Regions from separate parts of the Sus scrofa genome. Here region 2 is linked to region 1. Evidence: chromatin contacts called from public Hi-C data. All regions are on one chromosome and are shown on one strand. Each heading gives the region's core, a stretch centred on a gene start, on an enhancer-like site or on the middle of the called end of the contact. The rest is flanking DNA. Distances are from core to core; before and after follow the strand shown.

What was found. Hi-C and Micro-C count contacts between places; a contact is called where the count stands out from the background.
Region 2: a Hi-C map of fetal heart ventricle shows a contact between it and region 1, with 1.7 times the contacts expected there. The contact joins two enhancer-like sites. A contact is called at or near these places in 2 of 47 Hi-C or Micro-C datasets (fetal heart ventricle and heart right ventricle).

Annotation. Positions count from the first base shown.
Region 1 is chr18:12,403,946-12,410,339 of Sscrofa11.1, reverse strand. No RefSeq gene overlaps it. Among named protein-coding and RNA genes, the nearest start is that of MIR490-1, 160 kb to the left of the region's middle. Within about 2 kb of position 3,434, at least 2 of the 83 cell types and tissues checked have an H3K27ac peak or open chromatin away from gene starts, as enhancers often do.
Region 2 is chr18:12,467,486-12,473,879 of Sscrofa11.1, reverse strand. All of the region lies in intron 1 of CHRM2 (cholinergic receptor, muscarinic 2), which reads left to right. Among named protein-coding and RNA genes, the nearest start is that of MIR490-1, 98 kb to the left of the region's middle. Within about 2 kb of position 2,784, at least 6 of the 83 cell types and tissues checked have an H3K27ac peak or open chromatin away from gene starts, as enhancers often do.

The sequences.
Region 1 (6,394 bases), core at 2,185-4,684:
CTCCATGAAGGATTCAGTATACAGACCCTAGGACCCTGCCTCTAGGACCAACACAATGTTTGGCAAAGTAATGATAACCTTGGGAAAGTGTGTAAATGGCATCACTCATCTCCATTATTCTCTGTCACAGCCCTCAACATCAAAGACGTTAGGCCTTTGACACAAGAGGATGACCCCTGTCCCAAAGCAACCCCAACTCTCCTGTTCCTTCCCCTTCTTAGGACTAAAGTGTAAAAAATCACTCTGGCCACTCCAAGTGCCTTAGCTGGGGATTCCCTGGTGCTTGTAAGAGAGGAGGAGATGACCTTTAAGAAGGAGAGTTTAAACAATAAAAATTAATTGAAAAGGCCAAAAAAGCTATGAAAGTTGCCAATGAAGTTGTCAAGAACAGGAAAGAGGATCATTTGTTAGAGTAAGTTTAAAAAACATTACGGAGGAAAAACAAAACTTCTTCAGAAGATTATCATCTCTGCTCAGTATTCTGTTTATGTATATTATCATTTGAGATGATTATTGATACCATGTGTGAATAAGGCACTAGCTCCAGATTCCCCAGTTATGGACAAATATTTAGGACACACCAAGATAATTCAAAATAAGACATATCTACAAGACTTGGATAATTAATCTGTAATTCAAAATGTCCAGTGAAACATAAGAAAAATATTCACCATCACTAATTATTAGAGAAATGCAAATCAAAACTACAATGAAGTACCACCTCACACCAATCAGAATGGTCATGATTAATAAGTCTACAAATAACAAAGGCTGGAGAGGATGTGGAGAAAAGGGAACCCTCCTTCACTGTTGATAGGGATGTAAATTGGTACAACCACTTTGGAAAACATTAGGGAGAGTCCGCAGATAACTAAAAATAGAACTATGCTATGATCCAGCAATCCCACTCCCAAGCATATATCCAGACAAAACTATAATTGAAAAAGATGCACCTCTGTGTTCGTTGCAGCAATATTCACAATAGCCAAGACATGGAAGCAACCTACATGGTCATGAACAGCTGAATGGATTAGGAAGATGTGGTACATATATACAGTGAAATACTACTCAGCCATAAAAAGGACAAAATAATACCATTTGCAGCAACATAGATGCAACTAGAGACTCTCATACTAAGTGAAGTAAATCGGAGTAAGACAAATACTGTATATCACTTGTATGTGGAATCTAAACTATGGCACAAATGAACCTATTTACAAAACAGAAACAGACTCACAGACATAGAGAATAGATTTACGGTTGCCAAGGGAAAGGGGGAGAAAAGTGGGAGAGACTGGGTGTTTGGGGTTGGTTGGATGCAAACTATTACATTTAGAATGGAGAAGCAATGAGGTCCTACTGTGTAGCATGGAGAACCATATCCAGTCTCTTCAGATAGATCATAATAGAAGATAATATGAGAAAAAGGATGCATATCTATTTATGACTGGGTCACTTTGCTGTACAGCAGAAATTGGCACAGCATTGTAAACCAACTATACTCTAATGAAAACATTTTAAAATTTTCAAATTTAAAAAATCAAGTAGTTTTTGGGGTTGGTTTTACAAGCAGTTCTGAAAATATTTATTAGATTTAGCATGAAATCTCCCTATCATGTACTTGGTAAAACTAATTTTAATGGGCTAAAGAACTTTTATTTGGAAAATTTTTAGACATTTTAGAGAGCTTTTGTAACTCTAATTCCCACAAAAGCAGATGATGTTGATGAAGCTATTAAAAAGCAAGGCTGTTTTAGGCCAATAGAAGCATTGTGTTACTTAATGGCAGGAAGTCGGAGTCCCACTGAAGCCTGAACTGACCCATCCCCACCTGAAGAATTACATTTTAGGGGATATATGAACAGGTTGATTCTCTTCAGAGAAGAGTGATCAGATTGATGAAAGTGCCAGAAACCACACTACGTGTAGAAAGACAGGGAAAAATACAAAGGCTTATCTTGGGATTGTAGTAAAGCAGTTGTTAAAGCTCTTCCATTTATTCAAAGGGTTTTCATAGAGCAGAAATGAGATGCCATCCCTAGACGGCTCCAAAGAGTAAGAACACACAGAATCCCAGGGTAGGAACTTCTATACATGCAAAAAAGGAGATCATGGCCCATAGTGTAGGGAAGAAACAGCCTCCTTCTTCCTGACGGTGGTGCTCATGGGGATGGGCTTGGTCTCTCATGGCTGGTGTTTGCCAACAGATGCCCCATGACCAAGGGTCAGAGATGCAACAGTGGGACTTTCTCCCCAGGTAAGAAGATGCAGTAAATAATCCCAAAGTGTCCTTCTACCTCGAAACTGTGTTTCTCATGGGGCCATATACATGTGATCTCACGTCACTTTTCTCTTCCAGAAAAAAAACCAAGATTTATGAAAATGAATCTTTTTGATAACTAAGAGGTAGATTTTTTCCTAAGTTACAGCAATAAGTAAAACTAGAACACAAAATGATTATCGTGATCCGAAATATGATGGAGTTGGTCTCACGGCGGGTTGGGGCTTCTCCACAGACTTTTCTTTCTTCCTCCCTCCCTCCCTTCCTTCCTTTCTTTCATCTCCCTTTCTTATAGAGGAGAGGAACATTGATCTGCAGATTTTCAGGATTCTATAATTACTTCCACAGATCTCACGCCAAAGAGTATCACTGTCTATCTTTGTATACAAATATTTGAGGCAGAATTTGCACAATAGCATGCTTTGACTTTTTAATGGTTTTATATTTACTTGTATTTATATGTATCTGCTCCTAAAGACAAGCCTAGACCACTTCCCAAGCCTAGAATCTGGGGTTCCTCAGTGCACCTAGTTTGGATGAATAAATTTCAAATCAGCTTTATAACGTATGTTTTCTCTGTTTAGGATGTAGAAGTCTACAGATGCCTCAAAACATTTCATTCATGTCTAAATTGGCAGGAAATTTCTCCTTCTTTTTGGCAAATATCCTTCTTGCTGGGGTTTGTGTAGAACTAATGCCAAACTTACTCACTGTGGTTAGCTTATGTTTGTGAAACAAGCTTATCATCCACAGTGAACACATGGCTTTTAGACATAGGAATTAATCAGTGCTGAAGAGACAGACTCCTGGCGTAGATTCTGGGCTGCCTGCTTGCATAAGCCGACTTTTGGGATCTGTTACACAAAGCAGAATCCAGGACTGCAAAGCACAGAATCCCACTCACAGTTCTTTGTCAGCCTTAAACTTTGCAGAAGATGTCTTTTTAGGGGGAACATAGTAAAAAACAGAGTGGATAAATAACATTGGATTAAAAATATGGCTATTTCACAAGGCTGAAATGAACAGCAAATAGACTCTTTGTGAAAACACATCAATATGTACCACCTTATTTAAAAAGGATTTAAAGTAGTTTATAGTGACACATAAAATATGGCAAAATATCATAAATTTGATATAGATGAGGAAAAAAGCACAGAGAAGAACACCCAATCAATTCTGTAGTGCATGATGGCCCCACAATTCACTTGCTTAAGAGAGGCACAGTTGTCCCCTAGATTATGGTAGTAACACGTTTCTTCTCTGGATCTTCCAAAATAGAACACCCTTGATTAAAGTGCACAACACACCTTCCTTAGCAACTTACCAGCGTTTTCATAGCCTGACTGTGCTGCATTGTGATACATCCAAGGCATTCTGGAAGAACCAATGATGCACACAAGATGTGCAGGACTGTGCTTGTTTGTCTACATTCAGACTGGAAATGCCAGGAAAAAAATGAATCACTGTGAAAATACCTTGTAAATCACTGTGAAAATACCTTGAGCTCTATATAAGTGCACATAATAATAATTTTCATTGTCATTGTGCCTTTGCAAGCCAGGTGGTGAATTTGAGACAATAAGCAATAGGAAATCCAAAATATTGTTAACAACGAAGGCTATAGTAAATCTTATTTTTCCTTTGTTTCTCTTTTCTGGGAAACAATTTTTCCCCCAAATAGGTATGACTCTTCCACAGTAATATCCAAACTAGGATAGCAGTCACTGATTTACAAACAAGCTCTAAGGTAATGACTCAGAACTTCTGGATTTCTTGCCTATCAGGGACAGGCAGATTCTCTTAGTAAGAAGAGATAATTTATTTGCGCAACAAAGGCAGAAAGTGGAAAATCTAAAATAGCGACTACTTTAAAATGCTGTGTGCCCGTTTGAATGTAGTATATGTAATATTTTAGAAAGTATCAGCAATTCAAACCAAATGTAAATATTGTACTGTAATGACCTTTGCCACCAAGGATCCTTGTTGCATGTTTTTATGAGAATTGTCTTTATAGCATTGGCATTAATGCAAGCTAATGCTCTAGTTAACTTGCATGTCTTCTCTCTCTAAAGATACTACCGATTTTACTCTCATATTTACTAGGATCAGAAGGGAAGAGTTTTTTTCTTTTTATATTTTGTTTTTTGTTTTTTTTGTTTTTTTTTTGCTTTTCTCTTTTTTAATTTAAAATGACTTTTTTCTTGGATACTGAATTTAAAAAGGAAAAAATAAATATTTCTTATATATTTACTAAATATTTTAAGCTTTTACTATCAACCAATCACTAGGTCTAAAAGACAGTCCTTGTCATCGTGGAAAATAATGATAATAGCAAAAATAGTCAATTCATTTTGAGCCACTTAATCAGCCAAGCACTGTGCTAAGTTCTTTATACACATCACCTCATTTTAACATTATGGAAAGTCTATGAACAGTCACTGTTATCATTTCCATTAAACAGATGAAAAAATGATGCATAGAGAGGTTAACTAACTTTTCAAAAGTCACAGAGCTAGTTAACTGCGAAGATGAGTATACAGTTTTATTTTGACTCTGGAGTTTAAGCTTCTAACTATGATGATATATGAGCGTAGGACTTCCCAGTACAAACTCAGAAATAGAGAAACTAAGCGGTAGGATACGAAGAAACTTGGGGGTTATGGCATTTTGAGGGAGGACAATTCCAGTATCATAAAAAGACTGTGGAGAAGATTTAAGCTGAGTCCCAAAGAACCTGCAAGAGCAATGGGGAAAGAGGAAAGGGTGTTCCAGATAAAGCAAAGGGCTTATCTCTGCCATGGCTATGGACTGGATCTAAATTCAGGATAAGATACAGTGGAGAAATCAGTAATGTAAAGAAGAAATAAGCTAAAAAACCCACCGTCTGTAAGGAAATGTAAGGCATTGTCAAGGCGGTCATTGAAAACAAAACAGAAGTCCATTAGTGAGAAAAATAAGATGAGGACTGATTATATTGTGATGTAGGGATATAAATTATATTTAATTATCCTTCTCCTCTGTGATGTATATTACACATTTATTCATTCCCAATGGAGCTTAAAGTGCCTTCAAGGACTTTCTCACCTTCAACAGCTTATCCTTCTGCTTTATTTAGTAGTCTTATCCACTGACACTTGAAATATTGTTCTAATTAAAGTGTTGGCACTTTAGGGGTACTGTGAAATTTCTCCTAGAAAAGGGCCTTCTTGTCTTTCTCATCATGAAACCAGGAAAAAGGTTTAGGGACTCATCAAGTTTCAAGTCTTTTTAAAGCCTCTAGCAATTCATGCTGTAATCTTTCCCATGAATGATTGTCAGATCTGGGGTTAGAAATCACCATGCTAGACCTAAAGGTTAGCTTTTTCAGCATTTTTATGCTTTTCGAAATTTCCATAAGACGATAAGTGCTGAAGGATCAGTAAGCTCAACAGCTTGGACACCCACTGCTGCCACACGGGCGTGTGAAATGCCTCCATCTGACTCAGAATTAGACATGTAAAACTGTCATCTAGCTCAGGATTAGAGCTTGGCATTAAAAGTATTTATAATTTGTGTTAGCAGAAACTGTGGGCTTGGAAAAATCATTGCTGGAAAACTGGAATTCTTCAAAGAAATTCCAACAAGCTAAAAGGGTTCTGAGCAGAATAGATAAAATGGAGGAAATAGTCCATCTGCTGGCTCTCTTCAAATTATCTATATATAGCAACAGCTACCTTAGTCAAAAGCAGTAATGCCGTGTATCTTTCTCTATGTGGAGAAATAACTTTAGTGTTTTTAATTTCTTTTTATTTTCCACTGCTGAAATGCCATCCATACTTTCCCACTAACCAGTTGTCTAGCTTGTATACTGACAGTTATCACAAATTCACTTATTCATTTAAGAAACATTTGTAATATGCCTCTTATAAAAGAGGCAAACTGCTAAAAAAAAAAAAAAGTGAGTATATAGTTTTGAAAAAAAAAATGTGGTCCAAGCAAACTGACTGGCACTGTGAAACCCCTAAATTGGGACATGAATTCAAGAATAAGAAAGGGGTCCCGTGCCATTTGTTGCTGCCTGATGTTAAAGACTGACAGGCAGTAAGGCTGGTGGAGAGGCAGAACCAGACAGTA
Region 2 (6,394 bases), core at 1,535-4,034, 64 kb before region 1:
TTGCCACAAGCTGTGGGGTAGGTTGCAGATGTGGTTCTGATCTGGTGTTGCCATAGCTGTGGCATGGACCTGCAGCTGCAGTTCTGATTAGACCCTTGGCCCAGGAACTTCCATATGCCACAGGTGCGGCTGTAAAAAGAAAAAAAAATAAGAAACTAGCACTCGGCAGAATGAATACTATTTTTATTGTTTCTGTTGTTGTTATATTCACTTTCAGTTAGCAGAACTCCTGAAATGAAAATTTAAAAACTACTTTTTAAAACAGCAGTTAGAGAATAAGGTAAATATAAGTCACAGGTTAATTTTATGCATATTCACAAATCATGTGACCCTGTTGCTCTAAGCTTTTAACTCCATACAGCTAGAAACTCACAGAGAAAGGTTTCAATCTCAGGTTTAACTCCAAAGCTTTATCTCCTGCGTCTGAAAACCCATCATGGTGATCCGTGTATACAAGCTACAGAACGAAAAGCCAGACCACCCTTAAGGAGCAAGGAGGTCAGCCCTCTGCTGACACATCTCTTAAAAGGATATCTAGGTCCAGTGGATCTTTTAAGGACAGAGATACTCTTTTTTTTTTCCTTTGTTTCCAAGAGGTCATTCTCCTTTCTTTATTTAACGTACTGGCAGCTGGCACACACTTGTATATACAGTGGGTAGGGGAAGGAATCCAGAACAAATTCTCTTAGCTTCCTATTTCCTTTCATTTTCCATTGTTTCAGAATTGAGTTAATTACCTACAGAATCCTCTTCAAACATGTTCTCTTAGAGGTCCAGCTATGTATATCCCTGTCCCAGCAGAGAGCACAAACTAAAACTGCTTTGCTGATGATACAGCAAAAGCATCCTGTCTCGCTGATTTGTGCACGGGTCCCAATCCGTTTGCAATCTTATCTACCTGAAGAGTTCCTCTTTCATTTAGCTTCAGACATTGTATTTAAATGCCTTTATAATGTGAACTGCTCGCAGTTTAACTGCTTTTTTTTTTTACTAGATGGCATGGTGGGGATGCAAGCCTATCAAGCGTGTGAAGGATAATTACTCGCCAAGGTGGTATAGTTTGAGAAAGGAAGTGTCATTTTTGTCATAGCCTTCCTACTGGGCTCCGTCAACATGGAACCTGCCTCCCTGGGAACAGGAAAGGTTAAAGCCTATCATTTTAGCTCAGTTGGAATGAGAGATCTGATTTGTCCGTGTTTGGAGAGTCTGAAGGTGAGGAGTGGGGGTATTTAAGTATTTAGTTGGGCTTGAAATAGTAGTGTTGGGAAAGGAAAGGGGATGGAATTGGAGGAAGAGAGGATGGGACAGCACGTGATGACCAGCATGACACATGTAGCACACCTATGTAGCATGACTGCGCCTGTGCTTATCCTCAGCAAAGGGGTTTAATTCCAAGCAGGTAGGAGAGTTGACTGTCCTGATTTACCACATGAAGTTCTTCATTCTCTCCGGCCAACTTGCTTTATTTTAACTCTAAATTAGTGCTTCGGATACAAAAATCTTTGCTGAGTTGATGTAGCTTTTTATGTTTCCTCATCTCCATTGCCATTAGACCATTTAGTAAAGACTTTCATCTTCTCCACGCTCTCATTTTTCACATTTGAGTGGGATAACACTGTGGTCATTTCGCTCCGTTCTAGAAATAGGCTGCAATCAGCCTCTGAGGAAACAATCATTTTGTCTTTCGATTGCAAACAATAAAAATAGTTGCTGCCCATTACTTTCTCTCTACACTTCATTACTACTTTATTTTTATAGCGTCATTGAATTTGGTATGAATCATAAGTACATGAGGCCTGTGTCACTTCTGACATTGAGAAGTTAAAGGGCCCAAGATTCAGCCTTATGGAGGTGAATGTGCTCATTTGGGCTCTCTACCTGTTCTAGGGAGCACTACCAGAAGTGCTGATGGCTGTTAGGCTCACACATATGGGTGGGTTTATTTTCAGAAGTTATAACCAAAAAAATCATGCTTATAAAACACAATCCACTTACCTTTACTTCTCTTGTGTGTATTTTATGAAGAGCAACACCTGCATTAATTGGCTTTTTTATCTATATAAACAGTGTAACTTTAAGCAGAGACATGCTTGAAATAGATTCCTCAGTACAACTAAATGTCCTTTTCAACTAAGTGTCCTTTTTTCTACTTATCTGTTATAAGTGTCTTATCTAAATATTTATGTTACGTATTTTCCTTAGAGTCAGAAGAAATTCACTTCTTCCTGTACCTCTTAATCTTCCCACAACTTCTGATCACGTTTATTCTTAATTCCACTCTACTCTTTAGAGGAAACTATTAACTTACTTCTTTAACTTCTCTCTGAACCTAAACTAATTTTCATTCCTCTCTTCAAAGCTGTCCTTGATCTGCTATGCAAAGTTCCATGTTGCCTTGTGCTTGCGCTCAGCCTCAGCTCTCAGCAGAAGGCACGTGCACCATTGAAAAGGATCCCTAAAGGGATTCATTGTTTGGAATCGCTCAGCTTCTCTAGAACAACAGCTTTCCCTCTAGAATTTTCTGTCAGAGTCATAACAAGCCTCAATCCCTCTGCAAATTTGATTCACATGTTTAATTCAAGCAATGAATTAACTAATTTAGAGTTATTAAACCAGCAGCCTGTCGATTTTAGGAGAAAACAAAACAAAATACAAAAAGCCGACTATACACATTTCCAACTTCTCAAGACAGTAAGAAAGACACAGGCACCAATTCAAATACAGCTGCTTAATCACATACAACTTTCAGTAGCTCTTAGAGGATTGCTTCCATTTTCCTTTCACTCCTCTTGCTTGTGAGGACATAACAGCCTTCTCCACTGTTGCTGTCGTCTGGCCTAGCATGCACTGTTTTGTCAGCCCCATTTACTAGGCAATGTTGATCATCAATATCAGAGCCCTGTCTAAATGCTGGTACAGAAAAGAAAGGGTGCTGCAGTGCTTATTCTGATGGAATGTCATTTGAAAAAGTCGAAAGAGTGGTTTATTCCAGATTGTGCTTTGTTTATAATTGTCCAGATCACTTTTCTCTTTTGGCAGAAAGTGTACCATGTTTACAAAAATAATAAAAATAACCTGAAAGAGCCACAGACGTAGAGACAAGGACAAGGGTACTAGTTAAATCATTGTTAGGTTTCTTTCCCTCTTAGTCATGACATTTTTCTAGAGTAAGTGCTGTTTAGGTTGTGTTTTGAAGCAGGGAGAAGAGAGCTTGGCGAACATGGAGTGGAAATTTGTCCCAGCACCACTAAGAATAGTATTATGCTTGACAGGCAGCCAAACTGCAGGCATGTTTACCTCATAATAAGGGCTAGGAAATTCTTTAAGGTTTTCATGCTGGAAAAAATCATGAATTCTTTTGTATTTGTGCTAATGTGAGAATAAAATTGCTGTTTCAGCTACTTTCACTCTGATTTGATTTTACATTTTTTTTTCCTTTTTTAAAAAAGTGCAGCTTATATATAGTGACATGCACCAACCTTAAGGGTATGGCCTGATCAATGCAATGTTATAAGTAAGGCCTTTTTTTCTTTTTTCAAATATCTTATGTAATGCATACCTGATAAATTCTGCAGTACTGTGCTGCAATTTTCTAAATGAGGAAAACTCTACACGTTGCTTCCAGAATACTTTCAACACATCCTTTTAGGTATAATTAAAATCTTGGTGTAGGTAAATCAGTAGCCAAGCCTTATTCTGTGTTTCTGAACCTGCAGGTTGCCAGGCCCACCCGAGTACATTGCACTTTCCTGAGAAATATAATAGAATGCGGAATCTTCAGTACAGATTAAAAAAAAAAATGTCACACTCAAACAAATGAAAGGAAAGAAAAAAAGAGAAAGAGAGATAGAAACATTACGAAAGGTTTCTAGGAAGCTTTCTGTAATTTTTTCACCTCAATCTGACCAGCCTTTCCACATTGATTCTTAGCCTTGACACTTTTTCCTGTATTGGTCCAGACTTGGTTTAGGTAGCTGGAAATTTCATCAACAATTTGTGTGTCCCCTGGATTATACACTCTTTGTAGATAACGATGTTCATTTTGTTTGGTCACTTATTACTCCTTCACTTCCATCCTCCATAGCCCTTCAAGGCATATGAAGATCTATTCACAAAGGAATTGAACAAGATGTTTTAGAATCAAGAAAGAAACAGAGAAAGCTGTGGTTTCCCAGCAGGGCTGCCATTGTTCCCTGTGCCTTCTGTCCCCACCTTGGCTGCTCATGTAATAAGATCCAGGAGCTCATGAAAAAGCTCTCAATATGTAGACTGACTTATAAAGTGTCACTTAGATTAGCCTAAAACCTGATTAAAGAAAAAAAAACTAGAGGAAGTTCCCATTGTGGCTCAGCGGTAATGAGACCGACTAGTATCCATGAGGATGCTGGTTCGATCTCTGGCCTCACTCAGTGGGTTAAGGATTGCCCTGAGCTGCAGTGTAGGGCACAGATGTGGCTCACATCCTGCGTTGCTGTGGTTGTGGCTGTAGGCCAGCAGCTATAACTCCATTTCGACCCCTAGCCTAGAAACTTCCATATGCCACAGGTGCTGCCCTAAAAAGCAAAAATAAAAGATAAATAAAAGAAAGAAAAAAGTGGAAATTTACTCCATTTCTGCCTGATACTGAAAAAGTACCAGAAGGTGCACTGTCAGTATTTTCAGCTATCAGAGTGGCACTGTCTCCTGAGCCCCAGAACAAATCTCTTCTTTACCTTAAGTAAAATTGAAAGGTGTTCGAGATTCATAAGGGTCTTGAATTATGCCATCCACTGCATTAGCATCAAAACTCTATACATTGAAACCTTTCTTAAGAGGACTTTATTTCCCAAGACTTCCTAAAAACTCTCTCCCCAGTCCTCTTTCTTTCTTTTTCTCTCCAGCACCATTGATGGCAGGAGTGATTGATCACTGATGTAGGAACAATCTCAAGGCCTGTTAAATACCTGTATAAAAGTTTTACAGATTAGTGGGATTGTGTGAATGTGTGGAAATCTAAAACAGAATGTAAGCTATATATCTCAATTGTCATGTCTTCTGTGTCAGGGAAATTTTACAGTTAGAATTTATCAGATTATTATTTATTATATATTATATTCACTTAGAAACATATAAAATTAAAAATAAGCAAGCTTCATTTACTTTCTGATTGATGATAACACAGTTTAAAATTACCCTTTTATTCTGAAGGCAGATATAATGAGAAAGGCTCTGAAACTATATCTAGTAGTTGCTTTTTCCCAGTAGTCTTGTTTCTATTGATAGTATCTGATATTTTAATTGTATCCTTGTTTTTTTCCTGTTTTTTATAACTAGTTATTTTTGTACTGAAATCTATATATCTAGGAATAATAATTGTCAAAATGAGCTTCTTTAAGTCTCAGAACAGACTGTTATGTTTAGTCCTTATACACACAACTTAAAAAGTTAAAATAGGCCTTATTACTCTATCAGTTGAGAGAATTTCAGGCAACACTGGTGAGTCTAGTGATTTTATCCCTAGTATTTGCTCAATCATAAGGCTGCTTCTAGGAGATCAATGTGTGAAAGGGAGGGACAAAGAAAACCCAGAAAACCTTGCCATTTTTGGTAATGTGTTTAAATGGCAGCAGAAATTAGAAAATCTATAAAAACCATGTAAACTAAGATTACATTTTTAAAACAAAAGTTAAGTAAATATAAACAATCATAAATTTAAGTTTATGTGAATTCCTCTCGATTTCTTGTTCTAAAGTTCTTTTCTGCAGTGATATGTCTTCTTTCCCTTGATTCTACTTGTTGTCAATCATGGGCTCCTTTGTTTTCTGACTTTTTAAATTCTTCTAGAAAGCTTTTTTTTTTTTTTAATAAATCAGGTGTTTCCTGGTATGACCCTAGGAATCAGATACCTAAATTTGGACCCTGACCCTAGTAATTGCCAGCATGCTGAACATTGTCATCTACAAAGCTAGAAAAGATGATTATTATTTTCAAGCTATTGTGAGAATTAAATAACATAATGTGCAGAAATTTTTAGCATTTAGGCCTTTTAGCATTTAGGCTGCTCATGTATTGATAAATTTTTTATTAGCTTATTATGTTGTGGATGTACTTCTGAAAGTGATCATTATATATCAAGCCTGCTTACTGACTTGGGAAGAATGTGAAGAAAATCCCATTTATTATATCAACTTTCCACTGTGTATCCAAATATATATTAGAAATTTTTTAAAAAATCATTTAAATTAGCATTTTTTTCTGTAGCAGTTCAAAAACATATTTATTGTCAATGTTAGACCTTCTGTGTAATTGATGTGAATAGTTTTGTAAGAGGTTAGAGATCAATCCACATGTTTTTGATGATTGCTTTTAGAAAAAACATTTTAAATTTTAAACGTCGTATATTTTCATGTGCAGA